Regions from separate parts of the Danio rerio genome. Here region 1 is linked to region 2. The links are chromatin contacts, called in public Hi-C maps. All regions are on one chromosome and are shown on one strand. The core of a region is the stretch at or near the end of the contact, and the rest is flanking DNA. Distances in the headings are between cores, read along the strand shown.

Evidence for each region. Hi-C and Micro-C count contacts between places; a contact is called where the count stands out from the background.
Region 1: a contact with region 2 is called in a Hi-C map of an unstated tissue, with 2.5 times the contacts expected there. The contact joins two enhancer-like sites. A contact is called at or near these places in 4 of 18 Hi-C or Micro-C datasets (caudal fin, embryo, hematopoietic stem cells and 1 more) and 2 of 4 datasets of contacts at active chromatin or transcription factors (caudal fin and embryo).

What each region holds. Positions count from the first base shown.
Region 1 is chr24:1,906,924-1,913,022 of GRCz12tu, reverse strand. The region is part of intron 19 of pard3aa (par-3 family cell polarity regulator alpha, a); the gene reads left to right. Among named protein-coding and RNA genes, the nearest start is that of pard3aa, 450 kb to the left of the region's middle. Within about 2 kb of position 3,517, at least 3 of the 62 cell types and tissues checked have an H3K27ac peak or open chromatin away from gene starts, as enhancers often do.
Region 2 is chr24:1,373,770-1,380,307 of GRCz12tu, reverse strand. The region is part of intron 2 of nrp1a (neuropilin 1a); the gene reads left to right. Among named protein-coding and RNA genes, the nearest start is that of nrp1a, 11 kb to the left of the region's middle. Within about 2 kb of position 3,322, at least 25 of the 62 cell types and tissues checked have an H3K27ac peak or open chromatin away from gene starts, as enhancers often do.

The DNA.
Region 1 (6,099 bases), core at 2,268-4,767, 530 kb before region 2:
ATCTCTCATTGGCCAGATGTTGTTGAACATATTTCCTAAACTGCTTATTGATTGGTCAGAATTCACGTGCGGGAAAATGCCGGTGAACTCCCGCAGGTAAACAAAACCTTTTACTCTGGAGGGACGACTGCGCTGGCTGATTGTATTCCTGCTTTAGACAAACTATACATTACGAAAATGAATCGCGGCTGCGGCTGGAAAACAGTGTTTAATGCGTCGCTCGTCACTTCAGGAGGAGGCGTGAATTAATTTAGCTAAACTTCAACATGCTCATCTTGCGGAAATATAACCAATGATCCATCAGGTAATGTTTTCCTCTCTCTCTCTCTCTCTGTTGGTAAAGCGCTGTCAATAAATATTTTTTCTCCATATCCCATAATGCACAGCGCATCGGCCTACGGCAGCTGAATTAGTCCAAACTGTGCAGTACTTTTTGCGGTTGGACCTGTTTTAGTACGGATCATATTCTCACCACAAATGAACCGCTCCAGGGTTTGGTCCGCTTTTGGTGCGCACTCTAGTACGATTGCTGCATTCTCACCTGCCCAAACGAACCGTACCAAAAGGGGAAATGAACTCTAGTGCCATTCAATCCAACTAAATAAGGCAGGTGTGAATGCACCCTAAGATATCACTTGATGGTCCCTTTTGCACATTTTGTTCACTAGAAGTTATAATGCAACTACATGCACAGTTTTATGCTAGAATCATGAAACAAGGAGATAATAAATAAGCTTTTTCTGCGGAAACTCTTAGTGTGACTCCGAAAAACACACTTCAGATGACAGCTTAAAACAGAAAAGGATTTATAACGTTAAGAGAATGTATGTGGTAATGTTATTTTTAATTTGTGACTTTTAATGTTTTTGTCTACACTCTCAGAAATGAAGGTACATGAGCTGTCACTGGAGCAGTACCTTTTCAAAAGATACCAACCCAGGCTCATTCTGGAAGCGTAGCCTTCGTTTCTGCAGGCCGCGAAATACGTTTCGTGCCCGCGCTGTTCTTGTGTGAAAAGCCGCCGGAGGCCACTGTCGAGCAACTGTCTGCAGACCGACCGAACGATTGATTGACCTAGCCACCCTCCTCCTCCTTCTTCCCTAAACCCAAGCGTAGATTTACAAAAGTCGTTCAGAAAAATAAAAGCCCTCATCCGATCTTGACCGCGTTTTTGTATTTCACCGCGTTCATACCCCCTTACAAACTCGTTCGCTTAATTTTTTGGATTCTGTTTTTTTTTTTTGTCTTAGCTGATTTCTAGAACCGCTCTTCCCCGGACTCGAACCCGGTCGTACGCCCTGGACAGCTCCTCTGGGCCTTTGCTCCGCCGACGTAACACAACGAGCTACCTAGACAAACTGGTTGCGCCATAAAAGCCCTCCCCACGTAGGCGAACCGTCAGCCCAGCCGGCGAGCGCGAAGAAGAGGAGCGGCGTCACACTGCCGTTCACTTGAAAAAAGAAAACGTGGCCATAAGTACCTCCAGCCATGTAAATCGCGGTCTCCAGAAACATCCGCGGGGCTACAATTTAGAATGAGCTTGGGTTGAAAGATACATATTTGTACCCAAAGAGTCCACAGTGGAACCTCAAAGGTGCTTAAGTGCCCAGAAGTACCATTGAGGAGGTACCATTATAGACCCTTCAGGTATAAATATTTAGCTTTTGAAAAGGTACTGCCCTAGTGACAGCTCCCGTACCTTTATTTCTGAGAGTGTGTAAACCAAATGCTTTTCTTAAGAAACATTATTTGTACCATTGTGTACCTTTTTTTCTGAGTGTCTACTAGTTCTCTTTGTTTGTTTACTTACAGACTAAAAAGGAGATTGAGATGTCACTTGATGGCCCCTTTTATTTTAGCATCTTTGCAACTCTCACATGGTAGCCCACTGATGCTAAGCAGGGCTGTGCCTGGTCTTACCTGAATGGGAGACCACATGAGAAAGCTGGCCAAAAGTGGTGTTAGTGAGACCAGCAGGGGGCGTTTAACCTGTCTGTGTGGATCCCAACACCCCAGTATATCAAAGGGGACGCTATACTGCTCAGTAAGCATTGTCTTTCAGATGAGACGTTAAACCACGGTCCTGACTCTATGTGGTTGTTAAAAATCCCAGGATGTTCTTCAAAAAAGAGTAGGGGTTTAACCCTGGCATCCTCACAAAATTTGCCTACTGGCCTCATGGCCTCCTAACCATCCCCATATCATAATTGGCTTTAGTTTCCTCTCCAACCAATCATGTGTTATGCAGTCTGGCACAGTATGGCTGCCGTTTTATCATCCAAGTGGATGCTGCACACTGGTGGAGAATGAGGAGATTCCCCCTAAAGAAATGTGCAAAGTGCTTTGAGTGTCCAGAAAGACGCCATATAAATGTAAGGAATTATTATTTTGTTGACTATGCATTGCAGTGCAACTACATGCCAGCTCTTTCTCATTAGAATGCTAGCAAACGGTTTGCTTAGTATTTCCTGACACCGCTTCACCAACAGATAATTTCATCCACCACAAAGGATTGGGAAAAGGCCAAATATAATAAAGATTTGATGTTGGATATTGTACTTGTTCCAGACAGTATCCATACATCCTTGCAACCACTTACCAATTCCCTAGAAACTGATAACAACATGTCTGCAACATTCTTGATGTTATTACCCTAATGGCAGAGCTTGATATAATACTCCATTCTAGTGCGTGAGGAGGCTGTATATCTAAGGGTGCCAGATTTCATGCCTGACTGCGCATGGGCTGAACGAATAGGTCATCAGACTGAACTACGGCATGTATGCAAGCATTCAGCAAATGACCCAAAAGGGCCAGATGTCACTCATCGCCGTTTGTCCTACAGGCCTTATCATAAATGTGTCTGGCATTCTCTCTGATGTGGCCTTAACCATATAAAGCCTGTTGAGATGTTTTACCACAGGCCTTGTTAAAATGTCAGCCGGATCACTGCACCTGGCTCTGTGCTGTGATCCCGTTAATGAATAGAAAATCACACAAAAACAGTGTATTCACCGTTCTTCTAGGACTATTTTAGATTATTTAAGTATATATATATATTTGTATTTTAAATGTCTAATTTAATGGCACAAATAATAATAGTTATAATTTAAAAGATAATTTAAGGTTGTACAGTTCCATTAATCACCAGAGGGGGCAGTGGTGTCCACAGGTTGCAAGGGGATATGGGCTCCCGTGACTAATATGTGCTAGAAGAAACGGAGAAAAGGGGTTGGAAGCAGAAGTAAGTGACATAAACAAGTGCAGTGAAGTGAACTGGGGCACAGAGAGGAGGAGCAGTGGAGATAAAGAAAACGATTCCTGTGTTCACACTGCTGGTCACGGCAACTTGGGCTCGGGGGCAGACATGCTTGCATTAGTGGACACTATTAATAGGATGTAATTGCTAATCCTGATGCCCTCTCACTTTAAATTACACCATCCGCACCCTCCAGACCCTTCTCTGACCTTCAAACCTTCATGTAGAACCATCCTGAACTCCCAGCACATCCACCCCGAGAGGTAAACCTTAAGCCTGGAGCGACAGCAGGGCCTTGGGGACCTCGAGAGGTCTGAAGGGGGAAGAGCACAGATGCCTTCCCCCGAACCATCTTTGTTATTTTTCCTTCTCGAGTGAGCATGTTGCTGGGGAGGATTGTGGGTAATGGTACCTCTCATGCACAGGGCTTAACACAGACGCATCATGTAGCCGGTTTATACGCTTTTCCGTGTACGCAGCCAGATCCCTCAAATTGTTCCAAAGTGCTGTGTTCTCACTCATTAGCTTAACGTAAACACGGAGAGCTTTACTAAGAAGAGGCAATTACGGACACGCTGCAGAACAGCACACCAGTCAGAGTCGCCATAATCGACCTTGCTGTATGTAATAACTCAAACTTTGACAGATGTGAGCTGGCATTTTATGGAAAGGGGAGGTAAAAAAGTTGTTTGTCCGGAGTTTTCCTGCTAGAATGAAAGGACACATGAAGATGTTTTAGTTGCACTCACCGGCCACTTTATTAGGTACACCCTGCTAGTCCTTCTTTTGCCTTCAGAACAGCTGGAACCAGTCTGGCCATTCTCCTCTGACATCAACAAGGCATTTGCGTCCACAGAACTGCCGCTCACTGGATATTTCCTCTTTGTCGGAGCATTCTCTGTAAACCCTAGAGATGGTTGTGCATGAAAATCACAGTAGATCTGCAGCTTCTGAAACACTCAGACCAGCCCGTCTGGCACCAACAACCATGCCACGTTCAAAATCAGCTTAATCCCCTTTCCTCCCCATTCTGATGCTCACTTTGAACTGCAGCAGATCGTCTTGACCATGCTTAAATGCAGGGAGTAGTTGCCATGTGATTGGCTGATTAGAAAGTTGCGTTAACTAGCAGTTAGACAGGTGTACCTAACAAAGTGGCCGGTGATTGTGTATACTTTTAATTTAGTAAATTCATTGTCATATTTATTGATTTCAATACAATCTACTCAAGGTGCATTTACAGGACAACAGTTTACTGTAAACCTAAAAAGTGTGCTGCATATAAATGACAAATTAAATTACTAATTACCTATGTTTGCATGGATACTCCATAACCGAAATAAATGTTATGTTTTGCATGCCAGGCCAGTAGGTGGCATGCTGACATTGTAAAAAAATGAGCAGATATCCTCCTGTAGTACATTATTGTTGTTTACGTTGTCAGACTAAACATAATATGCATGTATATGGTGTCACCATTATCACTAAGTCAACAAAAGTAATATTATAGCTGGTATTTATTACTAAACTAACCCTATATTGAAGATTGCTTGGATGTACCCTCAAAATACAGCTTGATTAGCTGCCTACAAATAGTTGCCCGCAACTCAGACGAAGAATTACTTCAGGTTTAAGAAGTGTGTCAGTGAACAGAGATATGGACTTGAGATATTGCAAAGTGATCACTTGTCAAAATGCCAACACCTTGTGTGAAGTCGGCCATCTGTCTCCTCTATATGACGTTTGAGGTAGTGTTGGTGTCACGACCTCCTGGAACGAAAAGAAATTAAAACAAAAGAAGTGAGATTGTCCCTCTGTAGGCTTAACGCGGGGCTGTGTAAATATCATATCTTTTAAAATAGTCTTTGCCGTGGTGGTCTGCACTGATTCATCGACAAGCTTCCTTCGGGGGTCACAGAGGGAGATATTCTCACCTCGATCCCACCATTCCATTATCCGCCTGTCAATCAAACAGCCTCCGCTCGCAGCAGGGTGAACCGGAGTATAACCAGAGCCGCCTTTCAGAAGATGAGCTCTCAGAGACCCAATAAAATAAATAAAGTAATTGATATAACAGAGAGTCCTATTAAATATGAATGGAATTTAAATGAAAAGCTTTTATTAAGCATTAAATATGCCGTGCATCGTGTGATCTTGTCCATTGTGCGTGTCTAAATGAAAGATTTACCCACAAGGTAGCAAATATTCATGAATTAACAGTTCTCTATGTTTTGTTATTCATTAGATTTATTCAACATTTGCTACTAATTATTAATCATTTTTCTGAGCCAAACATTTACCAACTCCTCCTCCTCCTCCTCCTAGGGCTTTAATGCTATGACCACCAAACTTCGGCCAGACTTTTAAACTAGTCTGATTCGGGTTTCTTTATCCTTTTGAACTGATTTGGCTTTCGGTTTTCCAACTAACCTAGAAAAATTCAGCAAAATCCTATTGACTTAACGTTGGACCACACTTTGAGGCATCATAACTTTGAAAGAGAAATTCTTGGAAACATCTGATCTTCCACAATTAAAGAGGCTGCCAAACTGTGTAAATCTACATAATAAACTGAGGTGTAAGTTGTACCCCTGGGTACAACTTACCCAGGGGTACAAATTCCCAAATTCGCCCATTGACTTACTATGGTGGAGAAAATTCCATTTCAAGTTTTAACCATTTCTCCAGATTTAATATAAGTCTTTTGTGTCTCCAGAATGTGTCTGTAAAGTTTCAACTCAGTATACACATCAGATTATTTATTACACCTTTTCAAATCAATGTGAGCTGTTTGACCATTGTTGCAGTTTTCGTTGCCTGTGCCTTTAATGCTAATGAGC
Region 2 (6,538 bases), core at 2,073-4,572:
AGTACTTACACTAAAAATTCATTGTGTTTACATTTTTTACAAAACATGCATTTTAATGGATTTTCGATGATCTAAAGTGCATATTTGAATCATTGACCTAAACACAAACTACACTAAAAACAAATGATTCATTCGATTTACTGTTTTTTTAAGGTAAGTGGTTGCAAACCATTTACATGGGCAGAGTTTAACCCAGCAAATTTAATTAAGTAACATTCAACTTACTTTCTTTATATAAATTGTACAATTGAACATGCAAACTCCACACAGAAATGCCAACTGACCCGCCAGTACTTAAACCAGCGACCTTCTTGCTGTGAGGCGACAGTGCTAACCACTGAGCCACCTTGCTGCCCCTATAATTATAATAATAATAATAATAATAATAATAATGATAATAATGATAATAATAATAATAATATGTAAGTCTAAATAATAATAATACTTTGAGTGTAAATTATGAACTGTAAATCTAGATTATAATTAGGACAAGTATCATAAATATGGCACAACTGTAAATTATAAACACACATAAAACATCACAAAAATTTATAAATAAAATAAATAAAATAAAAAATAAATAAAATAAAACAAATACAGCAATTACAGTAGAAATACTTCAATAATAATCATAATATTCCAAGAATCAAACTTTTTTCTTGTTTTCTTGCCCAGTGCTAGACGGAGATGACTCTGCTAACCACTGAGCCACTGCACCACCCCACGTAATTACTTTCCATTCTTAAAGTTAACTCTCAATATGTTTTTTCAAAGCATAGGAAAATAATTTAAATTCAGTTTTAATGATTAGTAATGAATAACTTTAAGTAACTTACCCATCAGTCTATTATTAAATAAAAGTACATTTGTGTTTACATTTTCCCTACTTTTTTTAACACATAAGTGGCTTCATCTGTTCCTCAGAAACGCTCTTTGTAGCGTTCGCCAAATGTCCGTGCATGGTTTTGCATTATGCCTTTACATGTGGTCACGGTTCATAAAATAGCAGAGTAAGTTATGTTAAGTGCTAACTTGAAGACACTCATGCCCTCAGTGCTGCGTTTTCTGCGGGAGCTCGGCTTCGGGGCTTTTTTTTTTTTGCCATCCTAAAACGTGCTGTGGTTGTATTTCGTCCCCCAAGGCAACATATGCTGTTCACTGGGGTTCAACACCACTCTATGATCTCTCCACTTCAATCTGTCATCCTGAACGGCTTTTGTGGCCATTCAAACAAACTCAAAGTGGTTTAGTCATTTGGTTGATGATTGGCTGGAAGTTATAAGCCCTAAATAGGTTGCTGCACGATATATAGTTTCAGCATCGATATCACAATGTGATCATTCGCAATAGTCCCATCGCAGGATATGCAATGTTGAGTTTGCATTATGATGTATCGTTTGCGCGTGTTTTTAAGGCCTGTGATTGTATATTGATTTTAAAAGCATTCAGGCATAAGAAATTGTAGCATTTGTAGCTATTAATTTGATCAAATTATGTTTGTTTTTATTATTCAATGGCTGTAAAATATCCGTAAATGAGCAGTTTTTCGTATTTTGTGATTTATGTTTTATTTTTCGCAGTTTATTTATGCTTTTAAATGGCATTATGGGACCTTGACCTTTCTTTAACAACGTTTAACCTTGAAAAGTCCCCAAAAATGTACTTTTATTAACATATTGAATAGTTTAACGTGATATATTGTTAATTAACCGATATTTTTCCCCATGTGAATGCTTTTAGACTTGGAAAATTTAAAAACTCTGTTAATTTTAGTTGTATTTTTTCCTTTATTGTATTTATAGATTGCTTATTAGAATTTAAGCAGATGCACTTCCACGACAGAATCATCCCAATTAATCTAACATGAATTATTTCCAAATAGAGATATTAAGTCATCTGGTGAAGTTGTAATTATATCGAAATATACAGCTGAAGTCTGAGTTATTTGCCCTTTTGTGAACTTTTGAGTTATTTTAGCCTTTAAATTCACTTTAAGCTGAATTCTAGTATCTTGAAGAATATCTATCTAATATTATGTGGTCATCATGACAAGGGGAAAAGTAATCAGTATTTAGAAATAAGTTATTAAAACTGTTATGATTAGAAATGTGTTGACTAAATCCTCTCTGTGTTAAACAGAAATTGGGGAATATATATACAGGGGGGCTAATAATTCTGATTGACGCCCACCGCCACAACCTCTATCGCTAATTCGATTGTGAGAGCAGATAGACATCTGTTGGGTGGATCTGGTTTCTGCAGATTAGGCGGTGTTTTCTTGACTCCCGGATTCAGCTGGACACACATTAAGGGTTCCTTGCATAATGGAAACTGTTGATGGCCGAAATGGTTTCTTTATCAGATGGACCGCGGAGCGAGGGAAGCTACAACACACGCTTCAGTGCGCCGCTCACAATCTAATTAGCGACAAATGCAACACACATGCTCAGCATAACATGTCCGTTATCAACAAAGCAAACAAGAAATGCTCGGTGTCCACTTGTGGAGGAAAAAAACAGCTGGCGGATCCGAGTGCTGCATGTGTGGCATGTCAGGCGCGTCTGGTTTGCAGTCAGAGCAAATCTTTGAGATTGAAGAGACGATTTATTATACATTTGGAACACACAATCAATCATAAATGTCAATTTTTGAAAATCCTGCATCATCTGAAAGCTGAATAAATAAGCTTTACATTGACGTATACTTGTGTAAGGATATGACAACATTTGGACTGTCCTCTTGTTGTGTGGTGACACATAGAATACTGTTTCCAGATCCAGATGTCAGGGTTGGCTCAGTGGGTAGCACGATCGCCTTACAGCAAGAAGGTCACTGGTTCAAGCCTCAGCTTGGTCAGTGGGCGTTTTTGTGTGGAGTTTGCATGTTCTCCCTGTCTTGGCGTGGGTTTCCTCTGGCTGCTCCGGTTTCCCCCACAAGTCCAAAGACATGTGGTACAGGTGAATTGGGTAGGCTGTAGTGTATGTGTGTAAATGGGAGTGTATGGGTGTTTTCCAGTAATGGGTTGCCACTGCCTAAAACATATGCTGGATAAGATGGCAGTTCATTCCACTGTGGCGATCCCAGATTAACAAAGGGACTAAGAAAATGAATGAACTGACTTAATTGAACAGCTTTAAATAATTATATGAGCCATAATAACACATGTGCATTTATTCTGCTGTGCGTTCACTTTTAGAAAGGTTTCTGTGCAAACTGTGTAAATCAGACCCCTGTTTTTATTGATATTTTACTAAGGATAGCAGCATTGTTGATTATGTCACACTGGTGTATTTAGTGTTATTGAAGCAGATGGACTTCAGTGAGGTCATGGTGTGTGTGTGTTGTGTCAGAGGCCGCCCTCTGCAGATAACACATTCCTCTGACAGCACTATGAATCATTGATGCGCCCCAATCCGCTGACCAAACGAAAACTAGAAACATTTCCTCCTGATTGTTAGATTCCTGTCTTGAAGCATCAGATGGAGGAATTGTTGAAACGTGGCAAAGGACAGAATGCAGCTTTTTGCTCATGAAAGAGATAAGAGCTGCTGCTTGAAGCAATGTTCTTTGTACCTCGTCAGAGAACGCACAACAATAGCCAGTCAGTTTGGGTTTGTGTGTGTGTGTGTGTGTGTGTGTGTGTGTGATAGTAAAGATGGCATTCAGAAAATGCAAGCTCAAGAACACTCCCAAAAGAGGTCAGTAAAAGGTCTCCGCAGTAACCCTAATCCTGAAAACACAGCTTTACAGTGAGCGACCTGTAGCGCCGCCCTGCTGGGTCAATCCGCTAAGTGCCACACATCCTGCAGAGAAAGCAAACACACTCTGGGCTCGATAAACAAAGCACACATCCTGTATCTGTGCTGCTTGGAGACTCAGACAAAGCTGATTAGTCATGGAGACACTAACAGTAGAGGCCTTTGATTTACACTAGCAGGCGAAAAGTTGGAAATTTGTGCAATTAGAATGTAAAATACTGGGGTCTTAAGTATGAATATGGTTCATTTTTATTTTAATGTGAATTATATGATGATGTTGGATGTATTTGGGTTATGCTGTGATATATATATATATATATATAATAAAAGTTAGAATTATTAGCCTATATTAATACACAGTTTTAATGGTTTTAAAAAAAATCCACTTGTGGATAATAAAGAAAGTCAAGTTTGGAAAAAGTATGATAATAAGATTATTCAGCTCTCAAAGTTTGCGTTTGTCTAATAAAAAATACAGTGAAATTTGTGAAATAATATTGCAGTATTAAATACCTTATTTTATTGAATATAGTTGAATTGAATTGAATTGATTATTGAGGTTTAAAATGAATAATAATAATAATAATAATAATAATAATAATTATTATTATTATTATTATCACCATTATTTTACCAGAAAAAAAACACATGAATCACACATTGACAAACTATTCAAAACATCTACAAACCTGTGCTTTAATTTTTAAATCCTCTATACTCTTTTTTTTAAAGCATTTAATGACATAAATTCTTTTAACTACAACCTTGTTTGTAGATTATTCCATGCAAATGTTGCTGCATATTTAAAAACCTTTTTTCCCATCTTAGTCTGCACTTTAGAAACAGACAGTAAATAAATATCCCATGACCGAAGGTCATATAGGGACAGTTTTTTTTACAAATGTAATTCTGTAAGTATGATGGAAGTAAATTCAATATAGATTTGTAAACAAAGATATGCCAATGCTTGAGCCTATAAATGGACAAAGCAGACATGTTGTCAGACAAATTTTAAACATGATTAGTCTTTAGCATAAACATGTATTTACTTTTCTTCATCACAATAAATTGTTTGATAGTGAAAGTTGCAAATAAATGTATTATTTTAAACATTCTTTATTTTCATCAAAACATCCTAAAAAATATTTAAAACTATGAAGCAAGACTTTTTTTCAGCACTGATGAATTTAAGAATCATTATTAGTGATTTTGCATTAATAATAACTGATCATAATAGAACGCCAAATCATCAGATTATTATGATTTCTGAAGGAGTAATGATGATGAAAACGCAGCTTTGAATCACAGAAATAAACTAAATGTGTAAATATTTTACAATTTTACTATATTTTTAATCAAATAAGTGCAACTTTAGTGAGCAGAATTTTCTTTTTTAAGCAATAAATAAATCAAACTATTTTCAAACTTTTGACTGTACAGTATGAAGAGTTCAGATTCAAAACGCTCTAAATGTTTTTTTTTCAGTATCCTATGATTTTATTCAGTTCTTTCACTTTAAAGACAATGAAAACGACCTTTTCATCGACATAAAAATGAAAGTACACAACCTATACACAGAAGTCTGATCAAAATGATCATTTTAGAGCAATATTTCAGATGGCGTTTCGAAGCTTTTGCTGAACTCTTCATTTTTTGTGTATTTCCTGTAGAAACGGACTCAATGGCTCTGATGCCACTCCATGACTCCGATGCCCTGCTGTTTCTGTGAATTAATATTATGACCATGAAACCAAGGCGAGAGGAGAAAGGCTAAAACTGTAGATCTCACTGCTGTTTAAATATCAGTCCACTAACCGAAGGACTGGATCCATTGTTTTGTGCAGGCTCCAGTGGAGCAGGGTCTCCTCTCCCCCACTGAGAGGCACCATAGCCGGGCTGGGAATGGCTGCAACTCCCACTCCTTTTTCCAGATACCCAGTGGTGTGAAGTAACAAATTACAAATACTCAATTGACTGTGATTGAGTAGGTTTACTTGTAGTTTTTAAAATCTGTACTTTTACATTTTTAGTGTCAAACTTTAATTCCGCTATTTTCCTTCAACCTGTAGTCACTACTTTTTAATAACTGATTTCTTTCATCATTGTCATGATGACAGCACATAATATTAGAGTAGATTTTCTTCAAGACACTAGTATTCAGCTTAAAGTGACATTTAAAGGCTTCACTAGGGTAATTAGGGTAAATTTAGGGTATTTAGGCATTAAGTTATTGTATAACAGTGGTTTGTTCTGGAGACAATCAAAACTAATATTTTTTGGCACTATAAGAGGCTAATAATATTGACCTTAAAATAGTTTCTAAAAAATTAAAAACTGCTTTTATGCCTGTCAAAATAAAACAAATAAGACTTTCTCCAGAAGAAAAAAATATTATAGGCAATACTGTGAAAGATTCCTGAATCTGTTCAACATCATTTGGGAAATATTTGAAAAAAGAAAACAAAAATTCTGTTCGCCTCACAGGAGGGCGAATAGTTTAGACTGCAACGCTTTGTGTTTTCTTGTTTATGGTGATTGGCTAAAGTAGAATAATTCCCATCCAATCAAATAACATCATACAGAATAACCTCAAGACATAAAATCAAGATACACGCAGTGACGATTGTCCTTAAACAATCACTAAATGCACTACAGAATGTTTCGTTCTCACACACACGTATGCACAAATTGCATGTAAACACAACCTTCAGGCCTGTAGCCAGCCTGGTGAAAGGGGTGATTCTTTTTTCTCTCAAAAAGTGGACCTTTCAGCAGTTATT